Regions from separate parts of the Zea mays genome. Here region 1 is linked to region 2. The links are chromatin contacts, called in public Hi-C maps. All regions are on one chromosome and are shown on one strand. The core of a region is the stretch at or near the end of the contact, and the rest is flanking DNA. Distances in the headings are between cores, read along the strand shown. Region 1 holds the start of LOC103626126 (nucleoprotein TPR). Region 2 holds the start of LOC100275178 (protein GRAVITROPIC IN THE LIGHT 1).

Region 1 (5,300 bases), core at 19-2,518, 210 kb after region 2:
AAGATCGACAGGCGGAGTCACGGTCGGCGGTTAATCACGAGTTGGTTAGAAGCGGGCGGCGGCGGCAGGTCGCTTACGGTCTCATAGACGAGGAACTGGTAGATCTTGTCCTTGCCGGTGGGGAGCTTGGTGGCCTCCATGACAGGGGCCGCCCACCGGCACGCGCCATCGGTGACCTCCGCGGGCTCCGACCGCGCCGTCGGCCGGCCAGCGTCCTGCGGCGTCACCACCACCACCATCGCCTCCCATCCCAGCTCGGGCACCTGCGGCAAGAACCACCCTCCCCTCCCGTCACGCGTCAATCAACAGCAAAATAATAAAACCCGAAGCAGAGCTTCGGGGCTACGGAGCGACTGAGCCGTGCCTGCGTGGCGTGGAACTGCAGCTTGAACACGGCCTTGGCCCTGCCGCCGCGCCACCGCGACTTGAACATGTCTGCAAGAACGACCTCCGCTCCCTTCGCCTCGCCCGCTGCCGCTGGGCTAGCTAGCTAGCTAGTACTCCTTCACGGGTCCGTCCAGCGGCGGTGGCGGCATTGCAATGCGGCGCGCGGAAGAAGCCGCCGGGCCGCGTGACGCCACCAGGGTTGGCATCGCGGTGCGATGCGGTGGTGTGATGCGCTGCTGGTGGGGGTTAGTTGGAGCGCGAAGACCACCACCACATGGTGGGAGAGCAAGCATAGAGGCAGGGTGAGGTCACTGCAGCTGCAACCGAAGCGAGCCACCGAGCAGGCAGGCTTGCTTTGGGCAAAGGCACGCAGTCACGCACGCAGCCAGCAGCAACGAGGCCGAGGCAGAGGCAGTGGTGGGAGTAGTAGATCCAGCGAGAGAGGAAGACAAAAGCAGAACAGAACTCAACTGAGCTTTCTCGCTATACAGCTTGGCTTTCTCGTCCCTCCTCACGCTCTTCCCCTCTCTCTGTGATCTGGCGATTGGGGGAGCTAGAGAGAGAGATTAGATTGAGATGAGCGGCAATAAAACGGAGGTCAATTCTTGTGTGGGGAGAACGGAAGAGAGAAAATCGAATTGATTTTTTTTGGGTCCACAGGCGTGGGGAGGAGGGCGATTGGTTTTCGGTGAGAAGTGACGAAAGTACTGCAGCGTTGCTACGGATATGCTGCGGCCTTGCCGTGCTGCCTGCTGCCTGCTGCAGTACTTTGCCACGCCATTGCTTGAGTCTGGGTACGGCTGTTGCTCTTGTCATCCTTCTGCCTGTCTGCGGGATGTTCTTATTTGTTTGTTTATTTATTTATTTATTGAGCTCCGCGTCACTTAGATTTTGATCCATCATCCGTGGAAAATGGAGGCAGGACCATGGCATGTGACGTGAGGAACTTACTGCTTGAGAGTTGAGACCAAAGATTCTTACTCCAAATAGTCGGATCTGGCTTGTTCGGTTGGTTTTAATTTATAACAGTCTTGTTGAGCATAGAAAAGTGCCGCGTGGACGGACGGTTCACGGTGACGACGTGGATGATCCGTGCATGTGCAAAATTAGTTAGGGTTCTTAGTTTTTTTTTGGAAATTGTTAGCTAAACCGTATGATTAACTCGGGAAAACGACTTGTAACGAGTCGTCCAATATTTTGTCTGGACCGTCTGATATTTTGTCCGGACCGTCCGACTTCCCCTGCCGGACAGTCCAGAGCCATAAATGAGGGTCGATTTGCTTGTCAGGAGATACAAGTAGACACACAACCATTTCCTGTCAATACAATAGAAACCACGAGCAAAAAGGTGTTGGTTCGGCCCGAAGTGGCCGATAAAGGCAAAGACAAAAACATCATCATTGGCGATCCTCGCACGTCAAATATAACACAAGAAGAGATTGCTCGGAAGGCTCCAGACAGAAATACTAACAAGTGCGAAGGCGCTGGGGCATGCTCAACCAAACAGCCGAGCAAAACTCCTTAACTCAAGCATCGTGAACTGTCCGGCACCGGCGCACGGACGTCCCCGGTGCTCATGCGGATGGTCCGGCCGGCTCAGCCGGACAGTCCGTCAGCCTCTACACAAAGTAAGGAAGGGATGTAAGAGCAAAACTAACATAACGCACATAGTAGGCTAATAAAAGCCGGCACTAGTTTCATTTAAAAAAAAATACAAACTTGTCCATCCTCTCTCTGCTTCGTGTGTTTCCTCCTTTGGTATACACTTACACACCGTCGGACTTTTCGCGCGTCCTGAAGAAAAAAATCCGATAATCTCTTCTTCCAACCGCCGTAAGCTGACTTGTGGGGCCCTAATTTTACTTGGAAACAGTGTGTTTGCGTTGCGCATCATCGAACGCTGCGGTGCTTGGCTGATGATCACTTCTAGTTTCATTTTCTTTTTTCTTTTTACTTCACACAGTAAGTTACTGTTCGGGTCAAAGAGCGACCGATCCTGATCGCGCCTAGGGTAAACCAACCAACCAATTTGGTACTGCAGATCCCCAAATTATAGGTTAGGTTAGCGTGAGCAGATCAAGCCAATCGCAGAAGAGGAAAGAAAGATGTCGAGCAGCATCCTGCTGTTGCCCGTACAAGATTCGTTTCGTCGTTTATTTTGGCGGCCCTTGCAGCAGCAGCAGCTCCCACGCCGTCGTCTGATCTGATCCCTCAGTCCCAGCCGACTCCGTACGCGGGCTAACTAACTACTACTTGCATGCAGATTAGAGATGGCAATGGGGACCCGATCCCCGATTCCCCGCGGGGAATTCCTCTATTAGGGGATGGGGATGGGGAAGAAACTTCCCCCACGGGGATATAAACGAGGAAAATTTATCCCCCGACGGGTAAACGGGGATGGGGACGGGGAAGCATTCCCCATCCCCGTTCCCCGCGGGGACCCGTTAAACTTGCACGTGACTATGTTTTTGTGTACTAGTTAACGACAAAAATAAATAATTACCTTATCAAGAGACCACTAATTGTACAAATGTGTTCATTTTGATGTATGCATAATGATTTCTTATATCTGACAATGTGTATAAGTGACAATATTTAACATTAATAGCAAAGTACGTATGTCTTAATTGTAATTTAAACGGGGATGGGGATCCCCGTTGGGGATTTATCCCCACGGGGAACGGGGATGGGGAAGAAATGTTCCCCGCAAGCGTTCGTGGGGATCCCCGCGGGGAAGTTTTTTCGTCACGGGGACGGGGATGGGGAGCTATTCCCCGGCGGGGAATTCCCCGTTGCCATCCCTAATGCAGATGCAGCAGATGGATGGATTGGTCCCAGCCACGATGGTCGATGGATCATCTCCTCCAACCTCATCTTGCTTTATTGCCCCGGCTCAGGCTAAAGTGTAGTAGTACACTACCCGTTGGCGTGTGGAGGCAGATCAATTCCGGTCGGGGCATGCTTGCTTGTCTGCTTTTAGTTGGGAACCATTACAAGTGTAGGTGTTGTTTTGAGAAAGTCTGCACTGACAGTGTCAGTCGTCCAAGTCTAGACGTACGACGATATTATGCCAGGAGCTGAATAAACGTACAGCGCCCTCTTCGAAAATTTGGGTTCCGTAAGGCTGGCCGCAGTGGGCGACTGGGAACCTTTTTGAGTGTACGGTACAGTTGGAAAACGCTGCAGCGAAGGACTCGATACGTGACGCTATTATCCAGTAGAGCAACTGAAACGCTGAATAAAGGGTTCTACGATGGCAACCCTATGTACTGTCGCACGCCAGCTGCTTCTGCCTCCCGCCAGTCGCCTCCCGCCAGCTGCTTGCTTGCGTCGCTGGATAATAGGGTGGGGATAAAAAAGTGTAAGGAAAAATGATAGAATATGGGGTAGTTGGTATAGGGTAGATATTTAGGGTGAATATAAACGCGGAGTATTATAGGGTAGAGTAGAGAATCTCGCTGACAAGGATGAAATATTCCTTTTAGAGTAGAAATTTAGGGTTCCACGAGTGCGGATAGCCTAAGGGATGCAGCAGCGACGCAGACGACGACGGAGACGCAGCGGCATCCACACGCAACCGGTACGGAGACAGCAGCGCCGGCGCCGCCGTGCAGGTGCAGATGGGACGGCCGGGGAGCGCCGGGAGCTACTAGCGAGCAGTTCCATGGCCCTCCTACTGAATAATTGTCGATTAATTAAGGAGAAAGTTTTGTGCAGGGGACTGAGCAGTGTTTTTAAAAGCTGATGGATGGTATAGCTCCAGCCGCGCAACATCCGTGGATGGATGGATGGGGTGGACCGGTGGAGTAGAACGGTTATTATCAAGCTGCATGCGAGCGTGCCTCTGCCGACAGTGGTTTTTCTGTCGGTTGATAGTATCAGCATCTGCCCTCATTTTCACTGTGCTTCGTACCCATCGTGAAATGCCCACATGAGCCAAACAAAAAAAAAATAGGCAACTTATATAAAAAAAAACTGTAACCATTTGTAATATAAAATAAATACCTCATATACTAACTTTTATAATATTTTATTTAGAGATTTATTTGATAATACTATTTATTATTAATGTGATGAAGTTAAAATTTGGGCTATATATAGAATGTCATAGTTGTATCTTCTGCGGACCTACATGGATTATATAAAAGAACAAGAAAAAACACCTATTCCGAGCATTCATGTGTGTCAGAGTAACAATATACCGCATGATTAGTTGGTTGGTCGTCTGCCTCCCGGTCCGTGGCGTCCCGTTGACTTTACGCAACGCGTGTTTGATTAGCTGTAGAGGAGGGTGGCAGCCTGCACCTGCACCTGCAGCGTAGGCTTTTTTCGCTTTTGTATGCCTACATGTGCGTAAGCGCGTCTGTCCCGTGTTCTCAGCGGTCCGGGTTAGCTCGAGATCGGTGCTCGACCAGCGACGGTCCTGACAAATTAGGGGCCCAGGGCCAGACTTAATATAGGGGCATTCCTCTTCCTTTTCTCAGAACCGGATGGATACTTTCTAGATGACATGACTATATGCTGAAATTAAAAACAAAATTATGAACTGAAGCTGTCGCTTAGTTAAAAAATAAACTTAAAGAATATTACCGATTATGCGGTGGAGCGCAGGCTGCGCAGCAGGGCCGCTAGGGCGCTGTGCAGGTCCGGGCGTCCGGCCGCCGGCCGGCGGCGTCAGGGATGGCGGCGGGCCTGTCCTGCTGGCTGCTGCTGCGATTCTGCGAGACGCCAGACGGCCGGATGCAGCGGCTCAGCGCAGGCAGTTCGACCGGACTTGAAGGCCAAACTGCAGTCTGCAGAAGCGAAGCGACGACGTTTTGTTTGGAGTTCCGACTGCTCTGTTCGACTTCCGTTCCGTAATCTGCTGGACGCCTGGACTTCTGTTCCGTGATCTACTGCTTGCGTTGCGTTCT
Region 2 (4,714 bases), core at 752-3,251:
TTCGAATGTACAGTTTCTTTCTTTGACTATACATACATATATATAAAGTTTCGCTTCATCTCAAATCGAGTCTATAATAGTTTCCTCTCCCCTCTTCCCGTGATCTAGATACACCCTACACTGGATCACCGTCCCTCCGAGCCGGAAGCCCGGCACCACGGTGAACCCGACCTTCGGTCGTCGCGCCGGCTTCCCGGGCTCCCTGCTCCCCGCGAGACCCTTGGACGACCGGACAATGTTCTCCATGTACACCATCGAGAACTCTGCGCCCCGGCCAACCTGGAATACGCCGACCGCTGGGTCATACGCCCAGGCTAGCCTGTGGAGCGTCCAGACCGAGCTTGCCATTGCGACGAACAGCTCGTAGAGTGGGCCGGCCACGCTCATCACCGGCAGCGTCCCGCAGCCTGCGTTCCCGAACAGCGAGGACTCCATGCCAGGATGGATCAGCTGCTTGTACTTGCGGTCGCAGAACCGGGCGAACTCGCAGTCCGGCCTCGAGTTCACCAGCTCCATGGGGTCTGCGTCCGAGTGCTCGATGAATTGCCGCAACGACTCGTTCCTACGGGTTGTTGCCGGCTCGGTTCCTCCGAGCTCTGCCGTGCCAGCTGTGGCGCCGAATTGGTGCGAGTCGAACCCGTCGAACATGGAGAGGCAGACGCGGGAGAGGAGCGCGTAGCGGCAGTGGCCGGCCTTGGAGTAGGAAACACCGGGGTAGGCGGCCTCGGCAGCCGCGGCCAGGTCCCAGCCGGCGCGCCGGAGGACCTCGGCGAGCGCGCGGGCGAACCGGTGCGCCACGCGGAGGGCGTCGCGGAGCACCGAGTCGAAGACGCCCGCGGACAGCATCGCGCCGACGGCGTCGCCGCCGCCCGGCTGCGGCGGGGGCGGGGCCGCCAGCGCGCGGTCGAGGCGGCCCGCGAGCCGCGCGTTGCCGCCGTCCAGCGCCTCGAGGTCCAGCCGCAGCGCGGCGGCCGCGGCGTCCTTGGCGTCCAGCGCGGCCTGCAGGCGGTTCACCACGGCGTCCAAGGACCGCAGCAGCGCCTGGTTCTCGCGCACCTGGGCCTCGAGGTGCGCCGTGAGGGTGGTCCCGGTCCCGCCGCCGTGCGGGTCCACCGGCCCGTCCCTCGCGATCCGCTTCAACTCCGACAGCCGCCGGAGGTGCGACACCGCGGCGGCGTCCGCGGCCGCCGCCGCGTCCGGCAGGAACGGCGTGTGGGCGGCCTGCAGGTGCAGGTACGCCGCCTGGAACGACGAGGCCGTCGCGAGCGCCGCGGCGACGGCGGCCTCCTGCCCGGACGCCGCCTTCCCGTCCCCATCCGCGCTAGGGTTAGGGTTCGGCGGGTCGGGCTTCAGCACGACAACCCGCTGCCCGGCAAGTACCCCGTCCGCCCCCGGCAACAGAGAGCGCGCGAACCGGTCGGCGTCCTCGTCCTCGTCCTCGTCCTCCTCGGCGAAGAACTCGATGGTCTTGGTCTTGACCGCGAGCGCGAACTTGTGGAGCATGGCTACGCCCGCCGCCGCGCGCTCGTCGCGCTCTTTGTTCTCCAGCGCCGAGCGGGGGCGGGGTGTCGGCGACGCGAATTGCGGGAGCGCGGAGGTGGGATGGAATGGAAGTGAGTGGTGGGTGTGGGTGCCTGGGTGGTGCGGGGCGGTGGGACGGCGAGGAGTAGTGGGCGATGGCCGACGGAAGGAGGACGCGAACGAGAAGTGGGGATCTGGGAAGGAGAGCTGGGACTGAGAAGCACGAGAGCGCTTGAGCAAAGAAGCAAGGTTGTCTGTCTCCGTCGGGTAGGAATAGGGGCAAAAAGATGCTTCTGCGCTTCCGTCTTCCGTGACAAAGGTTTCAGTTGTTTTGACAGAGGAGGTGCGTGGGACAGCAACAGTAGGACCGAACCAGTTTTCTGAACACATAAAAACATATCAGAGTGTAGTCTGAAGTTTGGAATGTTTGCAAAACTGGCAGCTCTACTGCTACTATTTACAAGAAAAAAAAGAAAGGAAAGAAAAGTTTGATCCATGCCTTCTCTCTGAAAGGTTCTAATCTTTATCTATACCCATGTATAATCCACTAATTTAAACTTTACAAAACCCACCAAGTTAAAATCATATCTACACTTATCCTCACTCAAATCCAATCATCAGTGTTATTTGGATCATCCTTTGTCTCTCATCCCTCTCCTTCTCGTGCCACCCTTCCCACTCACTCGCGCCACCGTCGCTGCCAATGCACGGGGCCGCCGCTGGCCCCTCCCCTTCTCTGGATCGTAACATTAACACAGGTTCCTCTACTAGTTATATAAAAAAGGAAGAGAATAATGTGTGGACTTCTATAAATTTCTGCATTCAACTCTCAGGGCCTTTAGATCCATTTATTTTGAAGGAAATTGGAATATATTTAATATAGTAGACTATTTAGCTTGGAATTTGATATTCCTTTACTTTCTAAAATTTATATATAAATATATCTTGAATTCGTATGGTAAGAGATGAAAATTGATTTTATATATCAGCAGGCTATGTTTGTACTCTAATAATTTATAACACATTCTTTAGCATATTTATCTTTAGTAAAAATATAGCACATAAATATCTTCTACATATGACAAAAGTAGTATACGAATATATTCCACATAAAATTATATTAGCTTAATTGATTTGTGCTAAATTGCAATTGTTAGAACGAAATTCAATTAAAGGATGTAAACGGTCCCTCCGAGATAACTTGTATCTATTATCAATAATAATTTAATACAATAGAATTAAATGGAGCCTCGCATTCACCTCATTTTTGTTTCTTGAGCTTTTTTTATTCTTGTATCTCCAATTACAAAAAGAACCATTCGATTTTGGTTAGCTCTTTGTTTAGATATTTGCTCTTCATTCCTAGTAGAAATCAGAATAGATAATACTATTTTGCCATCGTCTTTATTCCTTGTTATGGACTCCTTGTTCAGGCACTTTGCTTCCTAATCCACATGAAAATCGAACCATTAGGGCTAGTTTAGAAACTTAAATTCTACTTCGGCATTCCCGTGTTTAAGTGGAAAAATCAGTTAATGTTCCACTCAATTTCCGGAAATCTCGAAGAGGATTTAAGTTTTTAAATCAGCCCTTAGTTTTTAAATCGGTACCCTAGATCAGGGATACCCCTTACTACAGCATAAGGACGCGGTATCCACGCGACTATCTCTAGTCACGTGGTGAACAACACCCGACCCCGCCACATGGATGGCTCCAGGGTCACCATATGGCTAGAGAAAACGATACACTCCAAGATGCCAACAGTGGGTCCGGACCCCATGGGAAAGTGTCAGACCCTGTATATGTAGATCGGACCTCCGGAGCAAGGTCCAGGACTCCCGCGAGTGCAGCCCAGACCTCCGGGTCGGGTCCCGGACCTCTCTGCGTGGGATCCAGACTACCCGCAGCCGGATCCCGGAACTCTGGGGCAGAAAATACCCAGGCCTTGCTTAGGCAGGGGTCCGGTGCCAACATGTGTCCAGGCCCAACCTGGTGCGGACCTGCCCGCATAACGCTACTGCTCCCCGCCCAGGCGGAGACCCGATGCTGCCACGTGGCCTACCGCACGTGACGTAAGCCAGCAGGCGGAGCCTGACGTAAGGCCTCTAGGCCGCGCTGTCTCTGCATTTATTGCGGAGAAGACGCGCCGCCTGACTATCCCGCTGACAGGTGATGTGCCCTTCAGCATTTAATGTGTCCTGTCCACTCAGCTAGCAGGCGGTGTCCAGGCCATCCTGCAGGCGGCGTGCCTGTCCATTCCATTGCTAAATAGTACGCCTGTGCTGCGAAGTGCACTGTGCCCATCCATCATCACTCGTACGTTGCCAGGGGAGCTTTCCCTGCACGCCAATGCTACGCAGATCACGAATATCAGGGTGCAAGGAAGATTGCACTGGGGACGAGCATTAGTCGCTCCAAGTATTACATCTGTTATGTCCCTAGGCCCACATGTTGGGGCTCAGCACCCTTGTACGTGCCCCCCTTAGACTATAAAAGGGAGGGCACGCCGTGTTACAGGGGACAGACTCACACAGACTCTCTTAGACTGATTCAGTCCCTAGACACAACTCAAGCTCACGAGCAATACAACACACAGTGAAGTATGGTATTACGCTCCGGCGGCCCGAACCACTCTAAACCCTTGCGTGTTCTTATATGTTCATCCCTCAATCTTGTAATAGGCAAAACGCTTAGGCCCCCTCCTCAACTTAGGATTTAGGGCGGGTGCACTCCGCCACCCGGCCGGAGAATTCCCTCTCTGACATTTGGCACGCCAGGTAGGGCCTTGGCTTTAGGTTTTTGCTTGTTTTCCTGCTCGACACCATGGTTCACATCGTCGAGCACCAAGATTTCGTGCCCGAGGACTTCATGCTGGAGGAGGAGGCTGCCTCTTCCACTCCGCGGGCCACCAACTTTCTGGCGCCTACTGCAGCGGCTGCTGTGCACTCTACACAGTAGCACACTCCCACACAAACATCTAGGGCGTCTAGGGCTGCACCCGGGGCGCTGTCAACAGCCAGGGAATTGTTGCGCCATCCTCCTAGCTCCATGGCCTCTCTAGGGGCCATGAAGCAGTAGCGGGATGACGTCGACCGTCTACTCGGCATGGCGCACTCTGCTCAACCAGGCCCAGACCTCGGTCGTCCCGACGTCAACATGAGGTGTCGGCATCTGTGCGCTCACCCTCGGTGAG

What was found. Hi-C and Micro-C count contacts between places; a contact is called where the count stands out from the background.
Region 1: a Hi-C map of leaf mesophyll shows a contact between it and region 2, with 2.8 times the contacts expected there. The contact joins the promoter of LOC103626126 here to the promoter of LOC100275178 in region 2. A contact is called at or near these places in 5 of 25 Hi-C or Micro-C datasets (ear, endosperm, leaf and 1 more).

The regions. Positions count from the first base shown.
Region 1 is chr5:24,821,109-24,826,408 of Zm-B73-REFERENCE-NAM-5.0, forward strand. LOC103626126 (nucleoprotein TPR) reads right to left here and starts at 1,269. Exons shown (of 7, transcript XM_020538231.3): 1 at 365-1,269; 2 at 78-263.
Region 2 is chr5:24,605,586-24,610,299 of Zm-B73-REFERENCE-NAM-5.0, forward strand. LOC100275178 (protein GRAVITROPIC IN THE LIGHT 1) reads right to left here and starts at 2,002. Exons shown (of 1, transcript XM_034059921.2): 1 at 1-2,002. The coding sequence starts at 1,911. The coding sequence ends at 61.